Linked DNA regions of Mus musculus: region 2 is linked to region 1. The links are chromatin contacts, called in public HiChIP or PLAC-seq maps. All regions are on one chromosome and are shown on one strand. Each heading gives the region's core, a stretch centred on a gene start, on an enhancer-like site or on the middle of the called end of the contact. The rest is flanking DNA. Distances are from core to core; before and after follow the strand shown.

Evidence for each region. HiChIP or PLAC-seq counts read pairs in DNA pulled down with a chosen protein or histone mark.
Region 2: a contact with region 1 is called in an H3K4me3 HiChIP or PLAC-seq map of neural progenitor cells, with 51 read pairs. The contact joins the promoter of Egfr here to the enhancer-like site in region 1. A contact is called at or near these places in 3 of 39 promoter capture datasets (the 3T3-L1 cell line, liver and pre-B cells), 6 of 484 Hi-C or Micro-C datasets (the AML12 cell line, astrocytes, cerebral cortex and 2 more) and 3 of 115 datasets of contacts at active chromatin or transcription factors (astrocytes and neural progenitor cells).

What each region holds. Positions count from the first base shown.
Region 1 is chr11:16,664,336-16,671,325 of GRCm38.p6, reverse strand. No RefSeq gene overlaps it. Among named protein-coding and RNA genes, the nearest start is that of Gm25698, 65 kb to the left of the region's middle. Within about 2 kb of position 1,270, at least 41 of the 459 cell types and tissues checked have an H3K27ac peak or open chromatin away from gene starts, as enhancers often do. A contact at or near this core is called in cerebral cortex, neural progenitor cells and pre-B cells, where this site is marked.
Region 2 is chr11:16,748,871-16,756,404 of GRCm38.p6, reverse strand. Egfr (epidermal growth factor receptor) reads right to left here and starts at 4,202. Exons shown (of 28, transcript NM_207655.2): 1 at 3,835-4,202. The coding sequence starts at 3,922.

The DNA.
Region 1 (6,990 bases), core at 21-2,520:
GATATTAAAGGAAAGGCACGAGTGAGTTGATATGATAATCCATGAGCCTATGGGAAGGAAGAAAACTCCTGGTGGGAAAGTTCCTACAGCTGACAGAAAATTAACTTATGAGCATACTTGGTGAAGAGCTTTGAAGACTAGCAAAGAGAACAGAATGGCTGAGAAAGAGAAGGCAATTGGAAAAAAACCCAGGGACAATTGGAAGTAAAACCGTGACCTAGCTCTGAGAAGACCACATAGACCACAGAGAAAAGAGATCTGGGTTCTGGTTTTAATCTGTTTGTAAGCCACCGAGGTAATTTGAGGAAGAGTATCTCATTGGTGACTTGAATCTTAACAGATTTGCCCTGGGATGCTATGTAGGGATCAGATAATAAAGGAAGAAGACAGAGGTCATGTGATCAGTCTGTGAAGTCTGTTAATAGTTCACAGTGGCAATGTCATATAGGGCAGAGCTATGGCAGTCATGATAGAAAGTGGCTGGATTCTAAAATATGCCAAGGACAAAGTAATCACAAGAGACTGATGAAGGTGTAGGAGAAAAACAGGGAAGGACAGGAAGATCTGTCAGCAGGCTGGAACACAGCAAAAGGCCAATTTATATTTACTGGAGCAAGTAAATACCATTTTCTGATATATTCTTTAATAAATTGGAATACATTATGGTCTGAGGTCATGTATTATGTGACTTAATACACCTACCACCATGTACACTCTTCATATACATTAAGAACACACTAATTATTTCTTCTGTAACTGAATGCTCATGTTAGCCAGAGAGGAAGCATGGAATTGCTTTAAGAGGAACTGGGAGCAGTGGCTGCCAGTTGCTTTGAGTCACTGTTTCTGATCCTGACCAGCCTCTTCCTTTGTGTTCTTAAGTCATACCTCCAGTTCCTAAACTCACTCAGCTTATAAGGGACACATATTCAAGCCATGGAGCTCATGGACCTCATTGACAAGCTGTAAGTATATTTCAGACACATTTGGAGTGTTGATGTATACAATAAGAACAAATCGAGTTCAGCAGGAAATTGGGACCACAGCAGATGCTCTGCTTTTTGTAGGTTTCCAAGAGTTCAACCAAGAGGAAAAGGAGCACGGCCATTGTCTTCTGAGAAACAAAGATGAATCTTGCCCAAAATGGAGAATAGGCAGAGCTCTAATTCTTAAAGTCTCATTGAAATGACCCTGTGTGTGGGGAGTACAGATGAAGGGCTGAGTGGGAATGGCAGGATTTTAACCTGACCTACTAAGGCTTGTCTGGGATACCAGCTGCTGGGGTTGACTGGAGTCCAAAGACTTGGACTGAGAGAAAAGGAAATCCCAGGGGCCAGGACTGGCCTTTCAGGGTTTTTTTCTTTTCCTGCATCTTAGAATAGCAGAACTCACAATTGGCATGTTCTGTGGTTTCCTTGTATGCTGTTTCTTGTTCCTCAGCTCTGTAGCAAATCCATCCTTCCTCAATCTTACTGTTAACTGACTTTATGTTTACCCTAGAGTTAGTTCTTAACTGGGTGGTATCTCTGCTTTCGCATTTTAGGCAACTAATATTTCTTTCTCCCTACACCAAGTACATTAGCATAGCGTATGAATACTATTTATAAAATAACCACAGGCAAGACTGCACAAAGGAGGAAAACATGCCCTGTGCACACAACTGCCACATACAACCATACCACAATCCAAATAGTAGCTCTGCAATCACTTCCCAAATTTATGTGCGTGACACAAGATTGAACACACAAGCTCTTAAACTTTTAAACAGAATTTGAAGCTATTTTCAGTGGATTTAGTTTAGTGAGATGAATACAAAGCTAGTCTGGTGAACAAAAAGCCATTTGTGGAAAAAATATTCTCACTCAGTCAGTTCAATAAGACTCAGTGATTTAGAATGTGGTAAGGTACTTGGTTATTTCATTCATTTCTGTTAAGATTAATTTAATACTGAGAAAAGTGATTTTGGTATTCAATTCCAAAACACAGCTAATCAATTCTGGTGCCTAGGAATGAGTTTTGAGTTATTTTCATGTTGTACTTTTTAAATAGATCTCCCAGGTTTATTTCTTTTGCTTGGGTCTTTATTTTGATGCATCAAAGACACAAGGGGTAGAGATTTCTTGACTGATACAGGGATTTTTCCATCTACAGAAAAATGTTTCATGTATGTAAAAGTCTAGGAAGTTTGAATTGATGTCTTAGTATGAGACCATGGACAGTGGTGAACAAGAAGTTGAATTATAAAATGGCGAGAGAAAACTTGAGCAGGAAGGAAGTGTTGGGGAACAACAGTGGAAATACAGAGGATTGTGAGAGGCAAGAAATACTCAGAGGCTGTGGAAGTTGTGAACATTGGTAGTGCTGAATTCTGGAGTGTAAAAAGAGTGAAAAGATGTGGTGAGGCAGAAGACAGGCATCCTAAAAAAGCCAAGACAACAGGATGTTCACTGGACCCTTTAGGTCAATGAAAATTACTGAGAATTAAAAGAGAAATACTATGATAAAAACATAAAATAATCAACTTTTATAATTGAAATATTAACTTAATAAATTTAAGATGTAGTCTAGAACTATGGAAAGGAAGTGTAATCTATTCAGCTTTACTATCTTTAAGTAGCTTTTTTTAAAAAGCACATATTATTTAATAAGTTTCAAGTATAAAACATTCTTTGATCACATGCTTTTAATAGGCAATAGTAGGAAGTTGGAGTTGTGATCAACATTCATAAAATAACAAAAATATGGAAGAAAAAATTATAAGATGGAGAGGAGAGTAAAATGGAGCCTGGTGGGGAGGTGCTGATCCTTGTGATGTGGGTGCTGATCCTGGTGATGTGGGTGCTGATCCTGGTGATGTGGGTGCTGATCCTGGTGATGTGGGTGCTGATCCTGGTGATGTGGGTGCTGATCCTGGACTTTTGTGGAAGATAAGTTGATTCTTAGCAAAAGTAATAATCTTGATGCACAGAAGGAAATGAGCAGATGTAGTAAACTGAGTACAATCTGTCGCTTGGTTTGTTATATTATAATATTATAGCCTTTTTAAGTTCTCTATGGCAGTTTAACACAAGAATACAAGCTAAAACTAAATAAAAAAACCAAGAGATAGCTACCTATCAATTTAATTTTTCATTTTTTGTACATACAGATTATTTCAACATTAAATAATTTTAGAAATTAGAGAAATCAGCATTTATGGAAAGGGTGCGTACAGTAGAGTAAACATACAAAAATAGCTGGTTTTCGGAATACCAATGAACATGTGGAATTTGAAATAAAAATAGAAAGAACATACAGTCAGCTGACTAAGGATATGGGGAGTCTCTGGGAGGAGTTCAGGAAAGGAAAGGAACACAATCAGATTTTATTGTATGAATATTTAAGTTAAAAAAAAGCACAACCTAAATAAGAAATATTTACATTATCACTTGCCACATAAAAGTTTTAAGTACAAATCTATCAAAATTGATAGAAGAATCCCATAAAATTCTGATAAATAAAATTTAGAAATTAAATGAATGAATAGAGGCTATTCCAAGTTCATAGAGATGAACACTCAGTGTTGCCTGCATGTCAGCTTTTCCTAAACTTTATCTATGGATTCAATGAAAGATCAATAAAGTCACAGAAAACTGTAACGAGGACAGTAAAACAGATTGAAGATGTGAAAGTAAAAGACCCATAATGGCAAAACAGAACTGAATAAGAACGAAGACACGGGGTTGAAATGCCCAGGATTTCTTTAAAAAGTACAGGAAATCAAGAATATTGGTGAAATAACAGACAAAATATACATCAATGGGGTAGACTGTAGATGACCCGATTCTTGGGTTTGTTTGTTTGTTTGTTTTGTTTGATAAAATGCCAAGTCCTTATTTAAGCTTCTATCATGGAAGGAAATTGAGCAAAGACTCAAGTTAGGTACTAAAGTAGAAACTGTGAAGGAAAGCTGCTTTCTGGCTTGCTCTCCATGGCTAGCTTAGCCTAGTTTCTCACACACCCTGAGACCACCTGCACAGGGCTGGCACTGTCCCCAGATGGCTGAGCCCTCCCATATAAATCATTAATCAAAATAAATAAATAAATTAATTAAATAAATAAATAAATAAATAAAAGCCCCATAAACTTACCTAATCTGATGGAGGAATCTTCCCACTTAAAGTTTTTCTTCCCAGATTAATCTACCTTAAGTCAAGTTGACAAACAAAAACAAGAACAGACAGAGACATGCTCAAACAAAGACTCCCAGATATAGTCAACTTATCTCTTAAACTAAGAGTACTATGTTCCAAAGACAGTCTTTCAAGAAATATTGCAGGACACCAACATGCAAAAATATAGTACAAATTTAGCCCTGTTCTACTATATTTTGTTACTGTGATAAAAATCAAACAAACAAACAAACAAAAAACCCAACCCAACCAAAAACCCTCTACTGATTAAAAGAAACTTGGGAAGGAAAGAGTTCATTTGGCTAGCTTATGTGTCCAAATCATGGATCATTACTGAGAAAGGCCAAGGCAGGAACCCCAGCAGGATTTAGAGACAGACACAGTGGCAGAGCCATGGAAGAACCCTATTTCCTGACTTACTCTCCCTGGTTTGCTCAGCTATTTTTTTTTAATATAAGCCAGGACCACCTGCCCAGTGTGATCTGAGCCCTGCCACATCAGTCATTAATAGAGAGAATATGCACAGACTTGACCACAGACCAATCTGATGGAAGCGGTTTTTTAATTCATGTCGTCTCTTTTAGGTGGCTATAAATTTTCTCAAATTGATTGAAAAACAAGCCTAAACATTACAAGACCTCACATCTTTAATGAACACTAAGATAAAATGGAGAGTTGCCCTACAATGCCCCTCAACAGAGGAATGGATACAGAAAAATGTGGTACATTTACACAATGGAGTACTACTCAGCTATTAAAAAGAATGAATTTATGAAATTCCTAGGCAAATGGATGGACCTGGAGGGCATCATCCTGAGTGAGGTAACACAAAGGAACTCATACAATATGCACTCACTGATAAGTGGATATTAGCCCAAAATTTAGGATACCCAAGATATAAGATACAATTTGCTAAACGCATAAAACTCAAGAAGAACGAAGACCAAAGTGTGGACACTGTGCCCCTTCTTAGAATTGGGAACAAAACACCCATGGAAGGAGTTACAGAGACAAAGTTTGGAGCTGTGACGAAAGGATGGACCATCTAGAGACCACCATATCCAGGGATCCATCCCATAATCAGCTTCCAAATGCTGACACCATTGCATACACTAGCAAGATTTTGCTGAAAGGACCCAGATATAGCTGTCTCATGTGAGACTATGCCGGGGCCTAGCAAACACAGAAGTGGATGCTCACAGTCAGCTATTGGATGGATCACAGGGCCCCCAATGGAGGAGCTAGAGAAAGTACCCAAAGAGCTAATGGGATCTGCAACCCTATAGGTGGAACAACATTATGAACTAACCAGTACCCCGGAGCTCTTGACTCTAGCTGCATATGTAACAAAAGATGGCCTAATCGGCCATCACTGGAAAGAGAGGCCCATTGGACACACAAACTTTATATGCCCCAATACAGGGGAACGCCAGGGCCAACAAAATGGGAATGGGTGGGTAGGGAAGTGGGGGGGAGGGTATGGGGGACTTTTGGGATAGCATTGGAAATGTAATTGAGGAAAATACGTAATAAAAAAAAAGAAAAAAAAATAAACATGAGAAAACATAAGAGAAGGACTTTAGGAATTTAAATAGAGTGATGATTCTTTAGATACGGCCAAGGCACAATCTATATAGCGAGTGATATTTCCTTTTTAGTTAAAATGGCTACTTTGATGAACAGAGAGGGAGAGAGAGAGAAAGAGAGAGACAGAGAGACAGAGACAGAGATAGAGAGACAGACGGAGACAGAGACACAGAGACAGAGAATAGTCCAGACTTCTTAAAAATATTTGCAAAAGATAAACTAGAGCACCAATGATCTCCCACGCCCAAGGTTCAATTTTAAAAACCCAGCAACAACGGCCACAAAAAATACATTTTTAAAATTTGAGCTTACCACTTTAATAAAAATCTTAACAAAAAATGGGTAACAGACATATGTAAAGATTTGTCCACCACATGTTATCAAAAACATGCATATTGAAACAATGAACTACTACCACATACCTCATATGGTGGCTAAAATCCAGAGCACAAACACAATCAAATTTGGGGAGGATATAATTCAAAATCAACTATTAACTATTTCTGATGGAATGAAAAATGGTATTGTTTGGGAGACCCTTCGGTATCTAATAAAAAGCACATGGTAGCATATACACCTTTACTTCCTAGCACTCAGGAGGTAAATGCAGGTGGATCTCTGTAAGGTCAAGACTTTCCTTGTCTATGCAATGAATTCCAAGACAGCGTTTACTATACAACTCAGAAACCATATTCACTGGCATTTATCTGTAGGACTTTCAAAGATTTGACCAATCCCATACTCAATAAAACTACAGAGCAAATTTTAACAGAAGCTTTATTCATTATTACCAAAACATGGGAGCAATAGATACTCTTCTGAGAAAAATGTAAATGAATTAGAACTATCTGACCAAGAAAAGACACATAAGAACTATAAATAGAGGGGACATCATTGTCAATGTTTTATTGCTGTGAGAAGATGCCATGGAAACTCCTATAAAAGAAAACATTTAGTTGGGGCTTGTTTATAATTTTAAAAGCTTAGTCCATTGCCATCATGGTGAGGAGCATGGCACCATGCAGGCAGACATGGTGCTGGAGAAGCAGAGAGCTCTACCTCAGGATCTACAGGCATTAAGAAGAGAGAGAAACTTGGTGTAAGATTTTATAAGTCAAAACTCACCACCCGTGACACACTCCAGCAAAGCCCTACCTCCTAATCCCTTGCAATCAGTCCTACTCTCTGATGACTAAGCATTCAAATATGTAAACCTAAGGGGGCCATTCTT
Region 2 (7,534 bases), core at 2,953-5,452, 82 kb before region 1:
CTCTGTCTTATGATCTTTCACTAGGTCTTCTAATAAATAACTTTTAGACACTTCAAGGGAGGTATCAAGACCAACTCATTCTCATATCTCAAAACATAGACAGCATGGCACAAATTATGCATCATGGCTCAAATACAAAGAAAAGGATAAAAAAATAGTTCAATGCCTGGCCTTATATTCAAAAGGCAAACAATAGTGATTAACTTACATAATTATATAAAGCAGCTTATGTGTGGGGACTCCTCAGTAACAATGAAATTGCAGAGATATTTAGGGATAAAAAAAAAATGTTCCAAAACTTTAAGTTTAGCCTTTTGTTGATGAAAAGTTGAACAGAGTTAGAAAAGGGTACTTGGAATCTAGGTCTGTTGGAAAGAAATCACCCAGAAGTGTAAACATGAAAGAAGGGCCCCCTGTGATAATTCCCATATAGCTTTTAAAGCAAGCTGCTTGAACTGCTAAGATTGAAAGCCATTCTTAGCATACACGTTTCACAGATAGCCCGTCAAAAGGACCAGACATTTTGGTAGTGATAGAGCCTTCAGAGATTAAGATATCAAATCCAGCACCTTTTTTTCCTTTTAGAAAAGTTATGACTTATGAGGCTAAGTAAATAAAGCCAACGGAAGCTGTTGAGTCTATTGGTGTCACCACCTGACTTCAGATAACATCATGTCCTACCACTGGGAATGTGCACCGTAAGAAAGTCAGTCGGAGTACTAGTCTGTTTTACATATTTGAAAAGCAGATTACCAATGTTTAACTAGTGGTTTCAAGAACTACATATGTTTGGAAGCAATAATATAATCATTAAGATCCCCCTTTAAACTCATAATGTCTGCCACATCTTAGACAAGCAATAAACATTTACTGAATCTAGAAAGGAGACTTCAGAAGCCTGGAGTTCCAGTGGGACTTTCCATCTAATCTAGACCTGGAATGAAAACATAAGCTTCTTGGATAGAAAGCCAGTACTGGGCTTCCCAAGACCCAGTCTTCTGAGAGACAGACAGACAGACAGACAGACAGACAGACAGACAGTCTTGAGAAGCCTTTGGAATCCCCTTCAAGTTGGTTCCACCTCCAAACTCCACTGCCTTATTCAGGCTGAGGGTCCCTTCTCTCCTCATTTGCTCTGCACAGGATCTTTTCCAAAGAAGCGCCTTCTCCTGCCATCATGGTACAGGTGGAACTTGCTCAGCAAGTCCAAGCTAATACCTTGCCCATATTTTGTTTTAGTGACAACATTGCCCCCATCAAAGGCAACCCAGGAGACCACAGCATCCATGAACAGGAAAGTAGGCCACTAAACAAGCAAGCTTCAGATGGGGACTGATTTTTCAAATGCCTGTTTCCTGGTCCTTATCCTTCTAGCATCAGAACTGAGTCATTTACACACCTAACCTAGCCTGGTCCTCCTACAATAAGGTAGTGTAGTTTGGAGGTGGAAGGAACTTGAATCAATTTTGGCATCACTTCTTAACAGCTATGGGGGAAAATCACTACACTTCTCTGTGCATAGGTTCCCCAAACAGATGATGAGAATCACCTCTCACTACATGCAATGTGAGGACTGACAATGCACTGAAAACAGAGTCTAACTGTCTTCTGCTTTGATGACATTTACATATGGTACCATAGATTTGGAGGGAAGGATAAACACCCTACCTCAACTAAGGGAGCCAGTCTGGAACAAAACTGACCAATTAAACAAACAAATCTTTTATCAGCCTGTTGCAGAAAGGGTGTCTCACGTTTTCAATAATCTGTCCTTTAGAACTTAGCCTTTTTACGTTACTTTGACAGATAAATATTTGCTTGCTACCTTTCCTGCTACACCCAGAAGCATTTGGCTTTAAGTGAATATCATACAAACAGACAGATGAAGTGGCATTTTTATTTAACCGAAAACAAATCTCCAACCACTAACAGTGTTCATAACAGTAACACCTAACAGCGAAGAAACACAGAGTTAAGCTGAGACAACTGGTGTTCTACAGGGGCTCTAAGGGAAACTGAAAACTAGGGGAGGGAGTCCTATGGGTAGGCACAGATGCCAGGCAACTGACCGATGGGGCCTGGAGCCCTTCAGCTAAGGAAGGTAGGAGAAAAGCTCCACAGTGCTCCATCCCATCTGTGAAAAAAGCAAGCCCTCTTTACCGACTTTATCCCTGCTATTTCCTGTACTGCAAGATTTCCCAGACTCCTGCTCGTTAGAACCGTCGTGGTAGTCTTCCTTTAGATGTTATCAATTTTTCATTTATGCTAGCGAGTCTCAAATCAAATGCTACAAGAGTTTTGAAAATTCTAATTCTCAAGATCGACCCGTGAAATCTGAGTGTATGGAGTGGTAGCTAAACAACGGAGGAGGGGTGTAGTTTGTTTTGCTTGTTGATTTTTAAACCCAAATGATTTCATTGTGTAGTTAAGTTTGGGAAACTGAGCCTTACACCCCCTCCAACAAAAGTGCACGGAGCACCAACCCCCAAGTCCAACTTGGATGCGGATGACATCAACAGCAAGTGCAGACCTGACTCCTGGAACCCGAGCGGCTGGATTTTGAAATTGTGCAATTAAACCTTCCGAGGCATGTTTCTCGTGTCAAGTGGGTTTATGGTCGGATAGTCATGAAGCCAGACTTGTTCATGTTCCGTCTGGACAGTTGGCATGTGTGATCCATGGACATCAATGTTTCTTTTTAATTAGGGGTTATATTTTAGTTGGCCAAATATCAATCACTTGGGGGGGGGGAGGGGTGTGGAAGGAAAGAAAAGAAAAAGAAACCCAAGAGGGAACGTCTCAGCTAACAAGTAAGAAAGTTTGCTACCGGCCTCATTTTGAAACACCAAGGGTGCACTACACCCAAGGGCCCAGCTGTCACAAGGAGGTCAGCCATCCATTGCAAAGGCAAGTGATGCTGCAGCAGCCCAAGCTTCTGGGAAAGGGCAAATTCAGGGATCCCAGGGGAAGTAGCCACCCCGCAACGCTAGCTCCAATCTGGCATGGAGCCTTGGTCCCCAACCAGTGCACCTAGCCTGGCAAGTCTCTGGCATGCTCTATGCCTAAGAGGCGGAATCGACCCACCCCACCCGCCACCCCCACGCCCTCCTTTTTTTTTTCCTAGTGAAGAAGCAAATGACCACTAACACCATCTCTTCCCAGAAGTCCTAGGTGGTTAGTGACAGAGAGATCTCCACACTTCCAGGTCATTGCTGCAACTACACACCCGCGAAAGGGCAAGCCAGAAATCTGCAAGCTACATTGGGACTCAGGCTACCAGGTCCTGAGAGTACCCTGCTGGAGAAGAGAGGAGTTGAGGGAAACCGCGCTCAGGAAACCGCGCGTCTCAGAGGTTCCGACCTTGACCAGGGGCGCGTTGGTTCGCACTCCAGTCCCTCAACTCTCACACTGAGCGGGTGGGACACACCCGACCCGCTTGAGGATCCGGGGTCCCTCCGCTCTCCCTGACAGTACTGGGCGCACGTGCGCCAATGCCCGGCGTCCCGCGCTGTCCCGCACCACGTTTCTGCTCCGAACGCCTACTGAGCGCAGGAAAGTGAGGCAACTAAGTTGGCAGCAGTCAAGAGCCCCGGAGCGCACAGCCGCGGCTCCCACGCTGCCCTGGCAGCCCCTCTGCTCCTAGCCCAGTCTCCCTTCCTTCGGCGGCCCCAGTCTCGCCCATTCCAGACTCCGTCCAGTTCCTCCTATGGTCCCGGCCGCCTTTGGGAGCCAGAAGAGGAGGAGCGGGCGGCTGGGGACTTAGAGTCCCGAGCGGAGGTTGGGACTGGGCGAGCTAGCTCGCAGGGGGCGCGGGCCGGTGGGACACGCCCTTACCTTTCTTTTCCTCCAACGCCCCACCTGCGGCGCAGAGCGCGGTCAGCAACACCAGCAGTGTGGTTCTCGCGGTCCCTGAGGGTCGCATCTCTGACCGGGAGAGGTTGGCTCTGGCTCTCCGGGATTAATCCGAGACAGACGGAGTCCCACGGTTGTGCCCAGTGACTGCGCCGGCAACGACGAGACCCGGACACAGGCTCGCGTCCAGGTGACCTGTCGTCTGTCTGGGAGGCGGTAGCCTCCGGGACTCGATCCAGACGCCCTAGCCCAGGAGGAGCGCACAGTGCGGGAAGAAGAGGAGGGAGGCTGCTGCGCGTTGCGCTGGGGCTGCCCAGACGTCTAGTTAGCTCGGGTCGGGACTGGGGGAGGCTGGGCGGGAGGAGGAGGGACTAAAGAAGGAGGAGGGATCCAGAGGAGCGAAGAGGAGGAGAATGTCAGGAGAGAGGAAGCGCTCTCCGCGAGGATCGAAAGCAGGCAGTGACCGGAAGGTGGTGGTGGATGGCCTTGGCCACCACTAGACAAGGCTCTGGGGGCGAGTTCTGGCTGTGTGCAGCGGGTCAGTGGGTGGCCTTTGGAGTTAATTTCTGAGGGGACTCCGCTCCGCTGCATTTCAGGACCTAGGAAGTCCAGCCAATCTATGCCAGGGTCCCCTCCTTCCTTCCCTCTGTCTCCCACCTTCTTCCTTCCTTTCTTTCAATTAACCAAACAACTCTGGACCACCTCGGTTACAAACTGTCCAACCACAGAGCACAGGTTGGAGAATAACACAGGTGGGGACGCTGTTCACGTATTCTCCATAACTTCTCCAGGATCTCAGAAGGGTCAGGCTGACTTGGCAGCAGTTTCCAACAGCACAGGCAGAGGCGGGTGCCTCAAGTCTGAAGTGGCACTAAGAAGTCCAAGGGTCCTTCAGATCCCATCAAGAACCCTCCATGTCTTCTGAAAGAAGGGCAGCCAACTCCTGACACTTAGAAGGGCCTCAGTATATTTGCTGGATGAAAGCATGCATGTTGAAGAACATGGCATTTTCTACACCTGGAGCCAGTCTGGAGTGCTTGAAAAGCAAAGCAACGTACACATGAGGCAAATTCCTCCACAAAAGCAGAGACTTGACATAACAGCAGTGAACAAATCTTTAGAGCAGTTAGCATCCTCTAGTGACCTCAGCTAGCCCTGCCGCACATCAGGAGGCAAATTGCCAAGTAAGTTCACTTAGAATTTGACCAGTAGAAATGTGTCCCTGAACTTCAGGACCCACAACTAAATTCCTTCAGCAAAGACCAACCAATGTCCCTACTTCTTAGCTATCAGAGGAATGTCCCCTGCTTCCATTCAATCCAAAGTCTCTGAGTTTTTCACAAAATCACTTGGTCCCCTAATTTAGGCCCCTTTGCTGTGGGTGTCCTTGTTAGCAGAAGTCATGGCTAACCAGTGAGGCTCAGTCCAGCTTTTTCCATGCAGCCAGAAAGGAGGCATTCCGGACTTTTCGTCCGCACCCTGCAAAGTCAGGGCTGCTGCCCAAGTTTTGTAGGTGGCGTCTTGAATGGGAACACGTCACCCAGCCTGTGCAGGGACCCTCATCACAACCTGAGACCTTCACTGAGAAGTAGAGCGGGGTTTCTTAAACTTTTCCCACGGGCAACCTCTTTTCATAGATGCTTTTTATGTAATCTTGGGATTTTATATAAAATAGGTGTTCAAATCAGACATCGACTAATGGTAGATCCTAATGCAATGTTAAGATAATTTTTGGCATATATATGACTTTACCACTTACTAAAGATTAAGGCAAATTTGCATACCAATGAGATTGATTTGTTTATTGTTACAAAAAATTAGGTTTTGAATGAGTACTTGAAGCTGTGGAATGTAGAACATCTGTAATATTGTTCAGAGTTAATTAATATTTTGATTTACAATTCTCAAAGCATGAAACAGAAAAAATATATTTAGGGTCATCTTGGAAATTTCATCCTAATCCTATGTTAAAATTCTGTTACCTTTTTATAAAGAGACTTAAGACATTGATTTTAAATATTAAACATTCAAACACAATATAATCCAAACATAACCAAACATACTCATTTGAAGCTCCTATGCTAAGGAATGATGGTAGGAGAATATTAAAAATGTCTTGTTCTCTGTATTATGACATTATTATTCTATAAGAGAAGACAATTGTATGTGATAAGTAAAACTTTTGCAGCCATACCATATGGTAGTCTTGCATCTGAACTGAGTTTCGATGCAGCACTTCTTGGTACTCCACGGTGTAACAGCATGCACAGAGCAAAGAGTGAATAATGTGTGTATAGAAGCAAGACCACTGTGAAGTGCAATGCAGCACTGTGAAGCTCTGCCAGAAACACCTTAGTGTGTTTAGAATTTCTGGATTAAACTTTTATTATTGCACATTCAGAAAAATTTTACTGTTTCCGAGATTTTTGTACCTACTTCCCAGGGACATATGTGGGAGGGGAGCTTAGGTGTCAGTTTTCTGCTGTATGTTCCAAATAGGAACTTAGGGCAGTTTTTAAAGTAATACAATAATAAGGGGTGATTAGAAAAAGCCAAGCAAGAAATATAACAGTAGAACACAAAATGAAGATGGAGATGAGTTTTTTTTTAATTTTTTTTTAAGATTTATTTACTTATTATATGAAAGTACACTGTAGCCGTCTTCAGACACTCCAGAAGAGGGAGTCAGATCTCATTACGGATGGTTGTGAGCCACCATGTGGTTGCTGGGATTTGAACTCCGGACCTTCGGAAGAGCAGTCGGGTGCTCTTACCCACTGAGCCATCTCACCAGCCTGGAGATGAGTTTTTAAAAGTCTGTAGACAGTGATGATTCCCATGTTCATGTTTCCAGGACTGGAACTCTGGCTTAAAATGTATTTTCTATCAAGGGATATGGTCAGTGGCACAAGTCATAATGAACACATAGTAAAGTAGAAATGATAATGATAGCTACAACTGATTTTTAAGAATAGTCAAGATTCTCTCTATGTTAAGAAGCAACAGCACTCATACGCTGATGGTTAGAATAACCCTTGGTGTGACCTTCTGGCAGTTACTAGAACATCCCTCAATATGGCCCCATGATAGAACATCCTTCAGTGTGACCCAACTACAATCCGCCTCCTAGAAACAAAGCCTCCTCAAGATCATCACCAAGAGATCAGTGACACTGAAGTTACAGAGCACAAAACTAGGAGAGGTTCTATGAAATATGCTTCCCTTTTGGTCACCTACATGAGGATCTTCTGCATGCACTGTGTAATCTTCTGGGCTTTAACTGTGAAGAGTAACGTCAGGATGAATTTGTACTCATTGGCAAGTACTAGAGTTATTGATGCTTATGTTAAATAAAAGTGATCTTGAGCCAGGCGTGGTGGCTCACGCCTTTAATCCCAGCACTTGGGAGGCAGAGGCAGGAGGATCCCTGAGTTTGAGGCCAGCCTGGTCTACAGAGTGAGTTCCAGGACAGCCAGGGCTATACAGAGAAACCCTGTCTTGAAAAACCAAAATAAATAAATAAATAAATTAATTAATTAATAAAAATTTTAAAATGTGGTCTTGGTAGGCTGGCAGAAATGACTTCTTTTGGAAAGAACAGAGGAGCCTTGCATAGCCAGAGCTTTGCACACAGGCCCTGTGGAAATTAATTGAAGGAACTACTTGGTACTTCCTACACTTG